Regions from separate parts of the Mus musculus genome. Here all the other regions are linked to region 2. A link is a contact called in public promoter capture Hi-C data. All regions are on one chromosome and are shown on one strand. Each heading gives the region's core, a stretch centred on a gene start, on an enhancer-like site or on the middle of the called end of the contact. The rest is flanking DNA. Distances are from core to core; before and after follow the strand shown. Region 1 holds the start of Prpf3 (pre-mRNA processing factor 3). Region 2 holds the start of Golph3l (golgi phosphoprotein 3-like). Region 3 holds the start of Vps45 (vacuolar protein sorting 45). Region 4 holds the start of Car14 (carbonic anhydrase 14). Region 5 holds the start of Prune1 (prune exopolyphosphatase).

Region 1 (2,700 bases), core at 7-2,506, 270 kb before region 2:
ATTTGGGGGATGTGTAGTGGGGAACTTGCCATGGTAGACAAGTATTTATTAAGTACTTAATTGTATGAGTGTTACTGTAAGTATAAGCACTAAGCGTGTGGTGGCTATTCCTGGTTATCTACTTGACTATATTTGGAATGAACTACAATTCAGAATTGGAAGGCTCACCTGTGATCCTAATCTGGAGGCTGAGATATACAATTTCTGACCTGGATCTTGGCACGGAGATCTTGAGGCATAGTGGCTATAAATTCCAGAAAATTAAGACTGGGGGATCTTTGAGTTGAAGGCTTGGTGGCACACACCTTTCATCTGGGCCACACCTTCTGCTGGAGACCTACATAAGGACATTGGAAGAAGGAAGATTCTCTCTCTCTTCTCCACCTGCTTGTCTTGTGGGACTGAGCAACTGCTAGATCCTTGAACTTCCTTTCATAGCTGCTGCTGCCCATTGTTGGGACTTGGACTACAGACTGTAAGTCATCAACAAATCCCCTTACTATACAGAGACTACCCATAAGTTCTATGACTCTAGAGAACCCTGACTAGTACAAAGCCTAAGTTAACTTTTATGAATACGGTAGATGATACTACAAGTACAATAAGGAAAAAAAAAAGAAAAAAGAAAAAAAAAGTGGGACTCTAGAGCGTCAAGTATCAAAATTAAATAGGGCGGCCAGAAAGGCTTCTCTAAGGCTAATTTGAGCACAAACCCGAAGTAGAGTGGAGTGCAAATCTTGTAGTTTTCTTAGTAAAGAGCCATGCAAGGCAGAAAGCGACAAGCGAGAAAGTAGTCTGGTTTCTGAGGCTGAGCTAGCAATTGGAATACTGTTATCCCTAGAGGTTAGGAAGTGAGGCAGGTTTTGGTGTTTCATTGGCGAATGGGAAGCCAGGGGATAGCTCTGAATCTGTTCTTTTTTGTTGCCTGGTCTCTGGTATCGATTTTAAATTAGGGAGGCAAAGTTAAGGGAGGGCAGCTAATGCTAGAGATCACAATTTTTTTTTTTTTAAACTAGAAAGGACACTTTGAGTACGAATGTGGACGTCCTTGCTTTTAGTTCTAAGTGATAATCTTAGCGCACTAACTCTTTGGACCCGAGGGAATGTGATGCCAACCGATTTCTGCTCCGGGAAATAATGCCCGAACTAACGTTGGCATCGCTCCGGGACAACCCGCGGACTAGGCTTTAGGATCCCGCGGCGCGTGCGCCCCGCGGCCGGCACCTTGATACCGCGGCTGCGCAGCTGAGGCCCCGCCTTCCGTAGTCACGTGCCGTAGGGACCGCAGCGTGGCGGTGTGTGGCGGTAGCGACGGCGGGCCGTAGGGCAACCGGAAGGTTTCCGGTTCCGGTGTAACGTTCGGGCTCCGTCTCAGGGGCTGAAGTTTGTGAGGTGAGTAGTGGCCCCGCGCCCGAAAGGCTGTAGCCTTCGGTGCGAGCGGCTGGACAGGGCGGGAGTGCTCGGCGGGAAGCAGGCTGGGAGGACTCCCTGGTTCTGTCCGGGGAAGAAGTCAGAATGGGCTGGCTGAAGGCAAAGGGCGGGGGCGGGAAGCAGCAGGGTGGGCAAACCTGCCCTGAGGTGAGGAGTTAGCGCGGACTCGGTGGGGCCGGGGCCAGGTGGGAAGATAGCAAAGACCGGAGCATGGGGTTCCAGGGGCTTGTAGCGTAGAAAAGTAAGGAATCCCTTCGGAAGATGAGATTCTGCTACCTGCTCATTCAGAAGACAGCGTTCTGCCTCCCTCCCCTTCCCCTTCCCCTTCCCCTCCACCCCCCAGCCCCCCACCGACGCTGACGCCCCCTCGCTATTAGAGTTGAACATCTGGTTAGTGACAACTCTACTGACTGAAACTTTCTTATCCATTGACTGTTTCGTTTGCACATTCGGGTCGAATTTGAAGACATCCATTTGTTAGTATATTTCTTGAGCTTACATCCAATATGCTTAATATGCTTCACCTATTACTCTGGATTTTGAAAATTGCTTAAACTTTCTAGCCTATTATTCAATTGTAGTGGGTTGTAAGTCCCATTAACATGAGGATTCTTGGCTGTTTTGTTCACTGCTGTGTGTGTCCTTACATGCAGTAAGTATTCTGCTTGACAAGAAATAGTAACTTAAGTATTTATTGAATGGAGTGTTATACCAGATGTCTCATTTTCTAAGATAAGTATACTGAGGCTCTCGGGAATTAACTTGCTTTCCTAAGGGCTTATGAATGGTGGTGCTTACTATATTCTATCTTAAATGGGCTTTCTTCTCCACTTTTAGTGCCTGTGGTTGCTTTCTTTTTGATAGGCAGTATACTGCTATCTCATGATGGCCCAAAAAAGCTATCCCAGGATTATTCATAAAAGTTGTCACTGAGAAACAGCCTTCCAGATTCATTCAGATGTATTAAATACTGTGTATTGACAGATCTTATGAGAGAGAAATCTGTCAAGAATGTAGGAGCTAATTAGACTGCATCTTTTTTTTTTTTTTTTTTTTTTTATGACAAGGTCTCATGTAGCCACCGGTGATGTTGAACTCTGTAGCCAAGGCTGGACTTGAACTCCTGATTCCCCTTGTGCTGGGATCACAGGCTTGTATGATCATTCTGAGGTTGCATTTTTTAGATGTCTTTAAACATCTTGAAAGAGTAATTCCCAGATCATACTAAGATGCATGGCAGTGCTAAGAGGAGGTCTTATGGGAAGTTGA
Region 2 (2,700 bases), core at 76-2,575:
AAATGGGGGAAAAAAAATCTGAGCACACACCCTTTTATACTAAGCATTACACTTGTCTAAGTCATCTGTGATAAAGCTTAAAGTTAGCACAGTTCATACAAATGTAAATGTATTTTATTTTTCGTTTGTTTAGAACGAAACAAAACAGGGTTGCTCTGTGTAAATGTCCTAGCTATCTTGGAATTCATTATGTAGACCAGGCTGGCCTTGAACTTAGAGATCCACCTGCCTCTGCTCCCCAAGTGCTGGAATTAGAGGTGTGTCACCACTGCCTGGTATAAATGTCAATTTTTATGATTAAAAGCAAGTCAAAAACTATCAGCAATTATATATCTTTGAGGTCAAAAGAATAATATTTAAAATGTGCTATGGTTGTGCCTAGTTCAACAATTTTATCTTGCTTTCTTTCTGCCTCTGATCCTTGTGATCTTGGAGTTTTCTTCCTTTTCCTTTCCTCCCTAAATACTGTCTGTCCAGTCTTTGAAGGCCTACTAAAGACAAGTGAGGCCTTAAGGTGAATTCTATCTCTCCACTATGCATATATTAAACACTTAGAAATGGATTTTTCTTCAGTTGTATGTAAACAGAAATTTATACTTAAGCCCTTTAAAATGTTTATTATAGTCCCTCTTTTGTTATGGCTGTCTGTTACATTAAACTTCTCCAGGGCTGAAATATTGTCATCTTTTAATTTTTATATTCTCCATAGCAACTAGCACAATATCTTTAACGTTTTAACTGCTCAAATAAATATATACTCATTAAACAGCACCAGAAATACACACCAAGAGTCTTACAAACAATTCTTCATACAAGCGTATATTTCAAATATAATTTTCAGGGGAAGTAAGAAGAGTGAAGGAACAGAACACAGAACAATGCCTTAGGGTGCCAATTCCATTTGGCATTATTTCCAAACCCAATCCAAGAAACTTTAACACCCCGGGGAGAATGGGGGCAATTTTCTTTGAGGAATTCATCATTTCCCTGTGGCCACTTATTAGTTAAAATACCCTACTTGAAAACATGATGAGCAACAACAAATAAGTAAAAACCACCCTTTCTCTCTAAAGTAAAATACTGACCAGCTCTGTTGGATGTTAAGAAGTGTTATATTTGCTCACCTGACGTTGCTCCTGAGCTGCAGTGGGACGTAGGCTGCAGTTCGCGCTCTCGTTTTGGAGGGCACCTGTTTCCCGTACCCTAGGCGGGTTCCAGTAGGTGAAAAACTTCTCAGCCACACAGAGAGTACAAACTTCCTGATCCTTCGTTGCAGAGAGGGAATAACACATCAGCTTCCTCAGGATCACTAGGCAACCTACCTTGGTGTTTCTTCATTGGGCCAATCAGAAACCCCCAAGTTTGACTCTAGCCAATCGGAGCTTACGAGGGGAGGTCCTCCGGGCTATTGTGTTGCGATCCAGACAAACATCACCAAAAGGAGGCAGGTTTGGGTTCAACCTGACAGCTGGTCTGTCCAATGAAGGAACCTCGGTGGCTGCGAGGAAAAGGCTGCATCCCACCCCGATGAAATTACCCAATCAAAGTATTCTGTGAGATAGCACAGTGCTGCCAATCACGAAAGGATTCTGTTGGCCAATTTCAGTGTAGCAGGTGTTTTTCTGTAGCTGTCTGTATTGGCACTGCTGGTTAAGAAATGTTGGCATCCAAGCAATAAGGCTAAGAGTAAACTCTGAGCTTAACTTTGCCTCTAGAAAAACGTAATCTGACTCGGTTTGTGCTGTTTATACTGAACAGCATGGGTACTATTACACACATAACAGCTCTAGAGGGATGTTATCCCACTTTGATAATCCTGTAGCTACTGTACAGTTTGGAATATGGCTGCTAAAATTACAAGACGGAAACAGATCAAGTTTTTAGGTCTTCCTTTTCTGAAGCAAAGGAAGCAAATAGCTTGGGTGGGGCTAGGTTCCAGGTCTCTCAGCAAAACAATTGTTCACACTACCACTCAAAAGTTCTAAAATGTGTCCACCTCGCGAAAGATATACTTACTTAAATTCTCTCAAAATTAATAGCTGAACACTTTCTGTTAATTAAATAACTAGAAGCCCTGAAAGACCCTGCACACTGAGCATCTTAGTCATGGTATTAAGATGCCGGTCTTTTTTTTATTGGCCATTGCTTTTATCATTTTTGCTCTAAATACATATTTAAAAGTTGTTAATAGGGCTGGTGAGATGGCTCAGCGGTTAAGAGTGCCGACTGCTCTTCCAAAGGTCATGAGTTCAAATCCCAGCAACCACATGGTGGCTCATAACCATCTGTAATGAAATCTGATGCCCTCTTCTGGTGTGTCTGAAGACAGCTACAGTGTACTTACATATAATAAATAAATAAATATTAAAAAAAAAAAGTTGTTAATAACACACTATATCAAAATAGCAAACATTGTTTTAATAGCACCAAGTAAATGGTACAGTTTTAACATAAGTAAAAAGTGTATCCTTACAGAATTTTAAAGTCAGAATAAACACTTCAAAAATGGTTTTAGAGGGCCTTAAAACTTAACACATTTAAAAAAAAAGCTTTCTTTAAAATAGAAGGCAGGTTGTATTCAGTGGATATGAGCAGAATCAATGACATTTGTATTTTTGTTTAGTCAAAAGTTCCCTTGGATTTATCTCAGGTAAACACAATATAATAGCTAAAACTTTTATTAGTTTAATAACTATGAAC
Region 3 (2,700 bases), core at 168-2,667, 470 kb before region 2:
TCTGTAACAGAGCCCTTGCTGTCCTGGAACTCACTCTGTAGACCCCGCTGGCCTCAAACTCAGAGATCTGCCTGTCTCTGCCTCCTGAGTGCTGGGATTAAAGGTGTGTGACACCACTGCTGGCTTGTTCTTTTTAAGATACAGAAAGTTGAAAAAATATGACATACTATATTACAGTCCAGGTAAGGAAATAGAATCCAAGCAACATGGGTGATGGTGATTTTTCAGATACCAGTAACTTGCTAGATTTGTGGGTAAATTTTATTTTCTTTGATGAGTCAGTTTTCTATAATATATGAACTTTTTTGCTGATAAAACAGGATTGTATATAACATTAGATCTCATTTGTGTGTAGTTAATATCCCACTGACTCGTTTAATATAAAGCTTTAAGGCTTCTGTCAAAACATATGCACACCAGTAACTCCAGCACTGCAGACACTGAGGGGTCACGCGTTCAAAGTCAGCCCGTGTTACATTGCAAAGCCTTATTCAAACAAAAAGGAAGAAGAAAGAAAGTCTCAAAACCTGTACTGTGCCCAATGGGAAGTTTTATTTACTGGTTTATTTATTGACTGGAAAACTGAAAAGAACACATTTTCACAATTTTAGAAGTGACAAATACCTGTATTTCAAGTGACTTCTAGTCTTCCTCAAGGGATTTGGAAACTTCGCATAATTTGCATAACCCGATTAAGTTCTTCTATTCTATTTAACCGCATATTTCTTACAGTATGTTGAAAAAACTAGTATTTAGTGGTGCTGTGTTGATTTTAAATTAATTTTTTAAATTAGCATTCTCAATGAGTCTCATAATGGCATTTATACACATGACAATAATATCTCATTCTAATGTGTTTCCTTTTTTTCCTGCCTCCAGCCCCTCTACCCCTAACCCCGCGGTTCCTAAAGCTCCCTGGTCCCCTTCCTCTACTAAATAGTCTGTCTGTTTTGTGCTCCTTGTATTCATTCCCTTGTATTCCAATACTATGTCTATCCGGGTCTCCCTCTCTTAAAATCTCCTTCTCACCTCTGGTGATCCTTTGCAGTTTCACATCTCACACACGTCATTATTTTGGTGTAAATATTTGAAGCACTAATAGCCAATGATTTGTTGCAGTTATTTGTCTTCCTGGTTGTACAGTTCTCTATTGTAAGAAGGTGAGGAACAAAACACCTTGATCCGAAGTGTGATAATAGTGTGTCATCTGTTGAATTTTTTGGAAACTGAAGCTTTAAGATCCAGTTGATTGCTAATTGTTCTTGCTTCTTAGATTAAAAATGTGTTTACCTTTAAATTCTCAAGTTGGTTTTGTTCCGGCCCCAATGAATTAACTGTCCCCGCCCATTGCAGGGGCCCTGGAAACCCGGCGTCCCTGAAAGCCAACCAAATTCAGTACTTTGGGCGCCGCGAGCTCGCAGTCCCAGCGGTCCTGAGTAGGGGGCGGGTGGAAGCTCCGCGCCTTCCTGGGGTCTCTAAGGTCTACAACATCTCTAAATAGCGTTCCCATTGTTTCTTCATTCAACAAACGTGATGAATTTCAGCTCCCCTTCTCTCTTTAGGAAACCCAGTTGAGTCTCATTCTATGACCTACCAAATACAAAATGCCGTCTCTTGATGCTACTTTGTTTGGATACTTTAGAAAACCGGGGCTGCCTCTGTAACCTAGCCTGGGCTATCAGAGAACTTGCTATGCAGTACAGACCTGGGACCCCGCTGCCCCAGCCTGCCCAGTGCTACGATGACGTGCGAGGGCTTCAGAAAAGATGCTCAGCAAACAGTGTCCGAGAGAGCTGTATCCCGCGGTGCGCCAAGCGCTTCCCTACTCAGGACCAGAAGCCAGCACAGCGCGGGTTCGGGGAAACAGGCTGCCTTCCACTCCCTACCGAGAAGCGTCGGGAATGGCACCGTCGCTTAGCTGCTGAGTCTGAGTCCCGGACTCCACGGAGGAACTACAATTCCCAGTATCGGAGCTACCCGGACTCCCGGAAGCCGAGGCTTTGGCGACCGGAAGCAGCTGAGACCCAACAGGCCTGAGGTTAATTCAGCCAGGAAAGTGGGTGGGAAGGGCTGTGGGGCACCTGTCAATTCGCCACCATGAATGTGGTCTTTGCTGTGAAGCAGTATATTTCCAAAATGATAGAGGACAGCGGGCCGGGCATGAAGGTACTTCTCATGGATAAAGAAACGGTGAGTTTGCTTTTGCTCAGTATTTATAAAGGAAGCTCTCCCTTCCTTTAGAATTGCTGGCCCCGTTCCGCTGTAGAACTTAGCATTTCACTGATGACGATGATCAAGTCTGTCTGGCACTGGGAAAGTTGTAGAATGCTTTCCCAGTGGGTGTGCAGTCTAACCAGCTCTAACTGGTGCCAAGAGACTTCTTACACCTGAAAGAGTGTCTGCAAAGAAATTGTTACTGGCGACACAGGGAAGACTTTACTCAACGTTGTTTTTAAAAGTAAATTGTTGGGGTTCAGCTGAAATAACAGGCTATTTGTTGACCACAACTTTAAAAAAGGAATTGTAAAGGAATGGTGAAGATCCTCTTTAGAAGTTTCTGAGTTGTTCATGTTCAGAGAGAGTGGTAGGTTTTCATTCTAACACATTACAGCCTGTTTTGGATATTAGGTAAATATTATTCTGTATATTAGAATTTAAATTACCTACTCAAATATTAGTGGCAAAAGGCTTAACTATTGA
Region 4 (2,700 bases), core at 138-2,637, 320 kb before region 2:
TTTTTAGGGGATGAAGTATTCGCAAAGCGATAAAACGTTGTGTGTGTGTGTGTGTGTGTGTGTGTGTGTGTGTGTGTGTATTTTAAATATATATATATATTTTTAAAAAGTCCTTACTCTGAAGCTCAGTCGTGGGACAGAAAAGCACTCTGAGCTCCTGTCTCCGCAGGAGTGATGACCTGGCACATGCATTATTCTGTTCATTTGGCTTTTATCCCGTGCCCTTGTTTGGCTTCTGCTCCTTTGTTTTGGCTATTTATTGCTACTTGATAGGAGTAAGGAGGGCAGAAAGACCTCACAGAGGTTATGGAGGAGAGATTTCACCATCTAGCTTGAAATTATCTGTGGTCTTCACACTCACTAATGAGGGACTTAGGATGTACATTCCGATCGGGATTTCTAGTCCCGTGGGGGAGCGCACACCAGCCACATTCCTGAGACGCCACGCAGCCTCCATGCTCCACTAGCAAACTCAGTTCCACCACAGCAAGTTTCACTTGATCCCACAGGACCTGCCTGGACCCTTTGTTGGGTGGGCGGGAAGCCCCTGGACCCCTCACCCACCTGGTCACATGGCCTTTCTATGGCCCCTCCCCTCTCTTTCTTTGGAGTCCGCCTTTTTCTCATGGTGACAGTAATTGTTTCTACAGTCACCCATCACTCCTCCTGCCCGGCCTCTCTGCTAGGGGTCAGTGTCCTCTTCAGTGACAAAAGGCGCCCTAGATCTGGGCTCCCTGGGGAGGGAGGTGGCTGGATCTGGTAGTTAGAATGCTGTCTCTCCCTGGTGCTGCGACAACCCCTCCCCCGCTGTGCACACAAATGGGCTTTATCCGGCAAACAAAACCGCACCCCCACCCCAGGCTACACAGGCACGTGGACCTAAGCCTCACCAAGGGAAGGGGGTGGTGACAGGCGCCAGAGAAAGACGAGGCAGAAGACAAATATTCTCCTCGCCCCACTTCTTGCTCTCCACAATCCAGATTTTAAAGTTTGACTTTCCACTCCCCACCTGCTCCCTGAGCCTCCAACTTCTGTTCTCCTATCTCCCGAATCTGAATTCTTTCTGGTTCCAACCAGCTCAACTTCTCTTGGTTTCAGAAACAGGTTCCCCACCAGCAGTCCCATACCACCCAGGGATGTGCTCCTCAGGCAGGGGAATGAGAACACGGTGTCCTGGGAGGGAGAGGTGCGAAACCCCCCTTCCCTGACCGAGAGTTCCAGGGGACACCCGTACGAGCGGCAGTGTAAATAGCAAAGGAAGAGCTCACTCCAGGGTCCTGAGCCAAGGCCAGGGCGCTGGGCTCTGCTGGGCCATCCTGCATGCCTAATCCGCTATTTAAGGAGCTGCTCGGCTGCAGCCCAGGCACCACCCCCCTCCTCACGTACACCGGTTTCGAGCCACCTTAAAAGCGGGAGGCAACTGTGAAGTTGCTGGCCAGTAAGTGGTGTGGAGATTACGAAGGGACATACGGAGAGGGCAGAGAGAGGAAGAGAGAGAAAGTGAGAGAGGAAGAAATTTATCCTGGGATCCAGAAGTTCGTGTTAACCTGTGGAAAATCAAGTCCCTGGAAGTCTGCAGAGACAGAGACAAGAAGAAAAGAGATAGAACGCCAGAAACTCCTCTCTCTCCCTCCCTCTCCACCTCTCTCTTCTAAACCCCAAATTCCTGGTCCCTTGTACCCCATTGTGGGGATAATATGTTGTTCTTCGCTCTCCTGTTAAAGGTGACTTGGATCCTGGCTGCAGATGGGGGTAGGTACAACTGGGTCTGTGCTAATGTCCACCCGTAGCCATGTGTACTTATGTGGGGGAGGAGAGGTTTCAGAAAGGGAAGCCTAGGGGCTGGGGGGTAGGGGGGGGAGGCATGGGGTGGGAGAAAGACTATGGAGGAGATCCTTCCATTCTTTTCCTTTTCCTCTCTAACCCAGCGATTACTGCTATCTCTGCGACAGGGAGAGCTAGCCAGAGGCCAGTGTGTGAATGCTCAGGAGTGTAGGACACTCGGCCAGCTACAGTTCTCCAGTCCACTCTTTCCCCACTGCCCTAGTCCCGGGCAGCCCTCCTGCCCGTCTTTGTTTACGCACTCTGCTGGTTAGGGAGAGCAGGGGTGAGAAGGGACACGTGCTGCAGTCCTGCCCGACTCAGACCCCGACCCTCTGCTGATCAAAGGATAACTCCATTACCTGCCAAGGGGCAGGGGCAGCTGGTCCATTTCCCTGAAAGGAACACGACTAAACGTTTGCTCAGCTCTTTATAGTGTACAAAGGGCTTTCAGGATTAGGAGAGAGGTGGGGAGACGTTGGAGAAAACAAGCTAAGTTGTTTCTGGAACGCCTGAAGGATTCCCACAACTTTTTTTGTTGTTATTGCTTATTTTTATTTACTTTTTTTTTTGAGACAAGGTTTCACGTGGCCAGACCTATCTCAAACTCACTCTGTAGCTGAGGTTAGACCTGCTTGGCTCTGCCTCCCCATGCCTGGTTTCTACACCCTGTTTTTGTGCTTCTCAGGCCCCATTCTGTATCCAGCACATAGTAGGTGAGGGATTAAAGTTTATTGGAAGGACGAGGTGGGGGGGGGGATTATCTAGAAAGCGAGAGGAAGATGGGACCAAGGGATCCAAAAGAAAATGAGGAGTCACAAATCTCTTCTGAGAAGAAACAATTTGGAAAGAGGAAAAAAGAGGCATTAGAATCAGCTC
Region 5 (2,700 bases), core at 171-2,670, 310 kb after region 2:
CACGGCTTGACACGGGTTTACTCTCGCGGCGTCCAGCCTGGGTCGCTGCCACTTCCGGACACACGCCCAATACGGGGGACGCTGGAGCAGGGTCGGGGCCGAGGACAAGCAAGGCACAGCGCAGGCGGTCCCGCCTGGCTTCCCAGAGTCTTCAGGATTCCCGAGTCACCGAGCCTCCGGCGTGCGCTCCAGGCCGTGCCTACAAACTGGCTTTCAAAGGAAGTTTGTGGTTTTTCTTTTTCTTCTCTCTGTCCCTCTTTTCCCCCTGTCCGGACAAAGACAAATTAGCCAAGGACGCGGTCCCTAGAGGAGGAGGAGGAGGAGGGGCCTGCTCAGCTACCGAGGATTTCCATCAGGGCTGTCTGAGCCGGTCAGCAGCCCGGTGAGCCGCAGAAAGGAAGAGAGAAAAACAACAGACCCTTTCTCTTCCCTCCGCCTGCCGCTGGAAGGGACGGAGCGCGTGTGCCTCTCTGGTGAGAACCGGGAAAAGCAAGCGGCCTGGCAGAGCCCGGAGGAGCAGGGCGGGACAGCGGCTGTTGATTAGACCTCCCTGGATGCCCGCCGCAGCCCTCTGCTCTGGAGCCAAGAAAGCAGGGCGGAAGGGCGTTGTGTTTGCATATGTACTCGTTCAATAAGAAAGAAAATTCCCACTCCTGGTTTTCTGGAGCCCCTGAGCTCTTTCCCAAGGCTTCCCTTCTTCCCCGTATGCTTTTTTTGAAAGGCTAGGAATGAAACTGGTTCAGCTGTGTACCTGGTCGGGGGCGAGGAAGACGCTCTTCTGCCTCTTCTCACCTCCCCGAGAAGCAGGACGATCTGGGGATAGATTAAAAAATGAGGGAACATGTTATGATGAAGGGACATTTTCCCCCCAAGTAGTCTGCCCTGGGACACGCAAGTGGCAGTTAAGGGATGTTGGAACCCAGCCTTAGGTTCTGAAGGCTCCTCTAAACTCTATTGATGTGACGGCCAAAGGATAAGGCTTCAAGCAACTCGGAAAGCCGAGAGAACTGTTGCAACAGAGACCCAGGAAGCAAAGTCACGGTTGCAACAGCCCATGAATGAGGAGTATTTGCTCAGGCTGTAGAAGAAAGGCTATGAAGAAGGAGGAAGAGTTGGCACGACAGTAGGTTTTAAGAAAACAAGTCAAACATTATGGTAATGTTTTCCTATCGTGAACAAACACATTGATCACGATTTGTCAGTTTGGTAAAGGGGAGAATTTAAAAAAAAGAAAGAAAAAACACCTAACCAGGGAAGCTATTTTAATAAATAATATGTACAGCAATGTTGTAATTTAAAGTCCTAACCAAACCAGGCCTGTGAATCCAGTATTCAGGAAACTGAGGAGAAAGATTACAAATTCCAGACAGGTTGGGCTAGATAGAAAGAATTTGTATTTTAAAAAAAATTGAGAGATTAATTTACATCAATCTCGAACAGATTTTCGGTGTAATATATGGAAAGGTACTATACTTAGTCCTATCTGCAAGTTCAGATGCCATAAAGGCGAGTTATTGTGACACATACACAATTTGCATGTCATAGCCCTCCGAAAACTGCTCACTTGAGGACAAACACGAGCTGCTGGACTACATTTCCCAGGAGGCACCGCGATATACCATACTCCTCCTTGACGTCCCATGAGTCTTTGGGCTCAGAACCCAGCCTCTGCCGCTGGGGGGCGGGGCAACGCCGGACTCCCGGAGTGCCGGATTACGCACTTCCTCCTGGGGTTCGGAGGCCGAACCCTTTAGTGGCGGGTTCGAGTCCCGCCCCCTGACTCTCGGCTCTAGACCCTAGGTCTAGGGCGGGGTACATTCTGCCGGGTTACCTCTCCTGGCTGAGGGGCAACGGCACACCTCGGGCTTTACCATGGAGGACTACCTGCAGGACTGTCGAGCCGCTTTGCAGGTAACGGGTCCCAGTCCGTGACCGAAAGGAATGCAGCGTGGGGTCTGGGAAGGACGAAGGTGTGGGATCTGGGGAGCCCGGACGGTCGGTGTGGAGGGATCACAGAGATGGACGCGGGGGAGCTAGAGGACCAAGCCCTTCGGCCATAGGCGGGAGAGCCCGGAGAAAGGAGTCTCTTGGTTTGCTTGAGTCGGGTCCTTCGGCAGAACCTGTGCGGCGGCCGCCAGCCTCGCCCGGCGAGGTGTGTCTCTCCCTTCTCCCCGCCCCTCTCAGTTTCCCTCCCGCAAGCGGGCTTCAGCCCACTGGGTCCAGGTGAACCTCTGGGAGTGGAGGGCACTGGGTGCACCGCTTTATTGCCTCTGAATGGCGGTTTGCCTTTTTTTTTTTTCCCTCCTAGGTAGAGGCGGTCGTGGTGTTTTACTTTAAATCTTTGTTTTTATGCCAAATATACAGAATAATTCATCAGGCATATATGTTGACCCACAACTTACATTCCTTTGCTTCCAGTGTTCTCCTTTAGTGTTAATGCAGGCGCGTGCGCATACACACACACACACACACACACACACACACACACACACACGTAAAAATACCGCCTCCTTGGTAAGGGATAAACACAAAGTGTGTTTGGAATCTAAACCATAAGCACGGCCCTGAATTCTTTGTAGCTTATTTTTGGTGCTTCCTGAACCAGCTGGACTCGCCCAGCTGTGTTGACAGGCTGTGTGGCATTAGGTCGCTCTTCCCTTTAAAGGCTCCAAGTCACCTGGCCCCCTGCTGTAAGTTTCT

The links. Promoter capture Hi-C pulls out the DNA fragments that hold promoters and counts their contacts. Capture Hi-C pulls out chosen DNA fragments and counts their contacts.
Region 1: a promoter capture Hi-C map of pancreatic islet shows a contact between it and region 2. The contact joins the promoter of Prpf3 here to the promoter of Golph3l in region 2. A contact is called at or near these places in 12 of 39 promoter capture datasets (the 3T3-L1 cell line, the C10 cell line, cranial neural crest and 8 more), 2 of 484 Hi-C or Micro-C datasets (the HPC-5 cell line and bone marrow-derived macrophages), 2 of 115 datasets of contacts at active chromatin or transcription factors (large pre-B cells and microglia) and 4 of 9 other capture datasets (adipose tissue, liver, macrophages and 1 more).
Region 3: a promoter capture Hi-C map of second pharyngeal arch cranial neural crest shows a contact between it and region 2. The contact joins the promoter of Vps45 here to the promoter of Golph3l in region 2. A contact is called at or near these places in 2 of 39 promoter capture datasets (liver and second pharyngeal arch cranial neural crest), 1 of 15 datasets of contacts at CTCF or cohesin (the NIH/3T3 cell line) and 1 of 115 datasets of contacts at active chromatin or transcription factors (effector CD8 T cells).
Region 4: a contact with region 2 is called in a promoter capture Hi-C map of hematopoietic stem and progenitor cells, with 2.6 times the contacts expected there. The contact joins the promoter of Car14 here to the promoter of Golph3l in region 2. A contact is called at or near these places in 2 of 39 promoter capture datasets (hematopoietic stem and progenitor cells and stem cell-derived epiblast-like cells), 1 of 15 datasets of contacts at CTCF or cohesin (the NIH/3T3 cell line), 3 of 115 datasets of contacts at active chromatin or transcription factors (bone marrow-derived macrophages, embryonic stem cells and pancreatic cancer cells) and 2 of 9 other capture datasets (adipose tissue and pancreatic islet).
Region 5: a promoter capture Hi-C map of adipose tissue shows a contact between it and region 2. The contact joins the promoter of Prune1 here to the promoter of Golph3l in region 2. A contact is called at or near these places in 3 of 39 promoter capture datasets (cranial neural crest, hippocampal neurons and stem cell-derived epiblast-like cells), 1 of 484 Hi-C or Micro-C datasets (muscle stem cells), 1 of 115 datasets of contacts at active chromatin or transcription factors (effector CD8 T cells) and 2 of 9 other capture datasets (adipose tissue and pancreatic islet).

Annotation. Positions count from the first base shown.
Region 1 is chr3:95,854,441-95,857,140 of GRCm38.p6, reverse strand. Prpf3 (pre-mRNA processing factor 3) reads left to right here and starts at 1,256. Exons shown (of 16, transcript NM_001316751.2): 1 at 1,256-1,392.
Region 2 is chr3:95,587,559-95,590,258 of GRCm38.p6, reverse strand. Golph3l (golgi phosphoprotein 3-like) reads right to left here and starts at 1,325. Exons shown (of 5, transcript NM_146133.3): 1 at 1,125-1,325. The coding sequence starts at 1,292. It overlaps Hormad1 (HORMA domain containing 1), which reads right to left. Exons shown (of 15, transcript NM_001289532.1): 15 at 2,399-2,700. Gm40097 (a long non-coding RNA gene) reads left to right here and starts at 1,442. Exons shown (of 3, transcript XR_867468.2): 1 at 1,442-1,614.
Region 3 is chr3:96,057,172-96,059,871 of GRCm38.p6, reverse strand. Vps45 (vacuolar protein sorting 45) reads left to right here and starts at 1,417. Exons shown (of 15, transcript NM_013841.3): 1 at 1,417-2,190. The coding sequence starts at 2,098.
Region 4 is chr3:95,903,372-95,906,071 of GRCm38.p6, reverse strand. It overlaps Car14 (carbonic anhydrase 14), which reads left to right and starts at 1,387. Exons shown (of 11, transcript NM_011797.3): 1 at 1,387-1,752. The coding sequence starts at 1,698.
Region 5 is chr3:95,280,796-95,283,495 of GRCm38.p6, reverse strand. It overlaps Prune1 (prune exopolyphosphatase), which reads left to right and starts at 1,420. Exons shown (of 8, transcript NM_173347.2): 1 at 1,420-1,911. The coding sequence starts at 1,873. It overlaps Mindy1 (MINDY lysine 48 deubiquitinase 1), which reads right to left and starts at 561. Exons shown (of 10, transcript NM_199475.1): 1 at 1-561.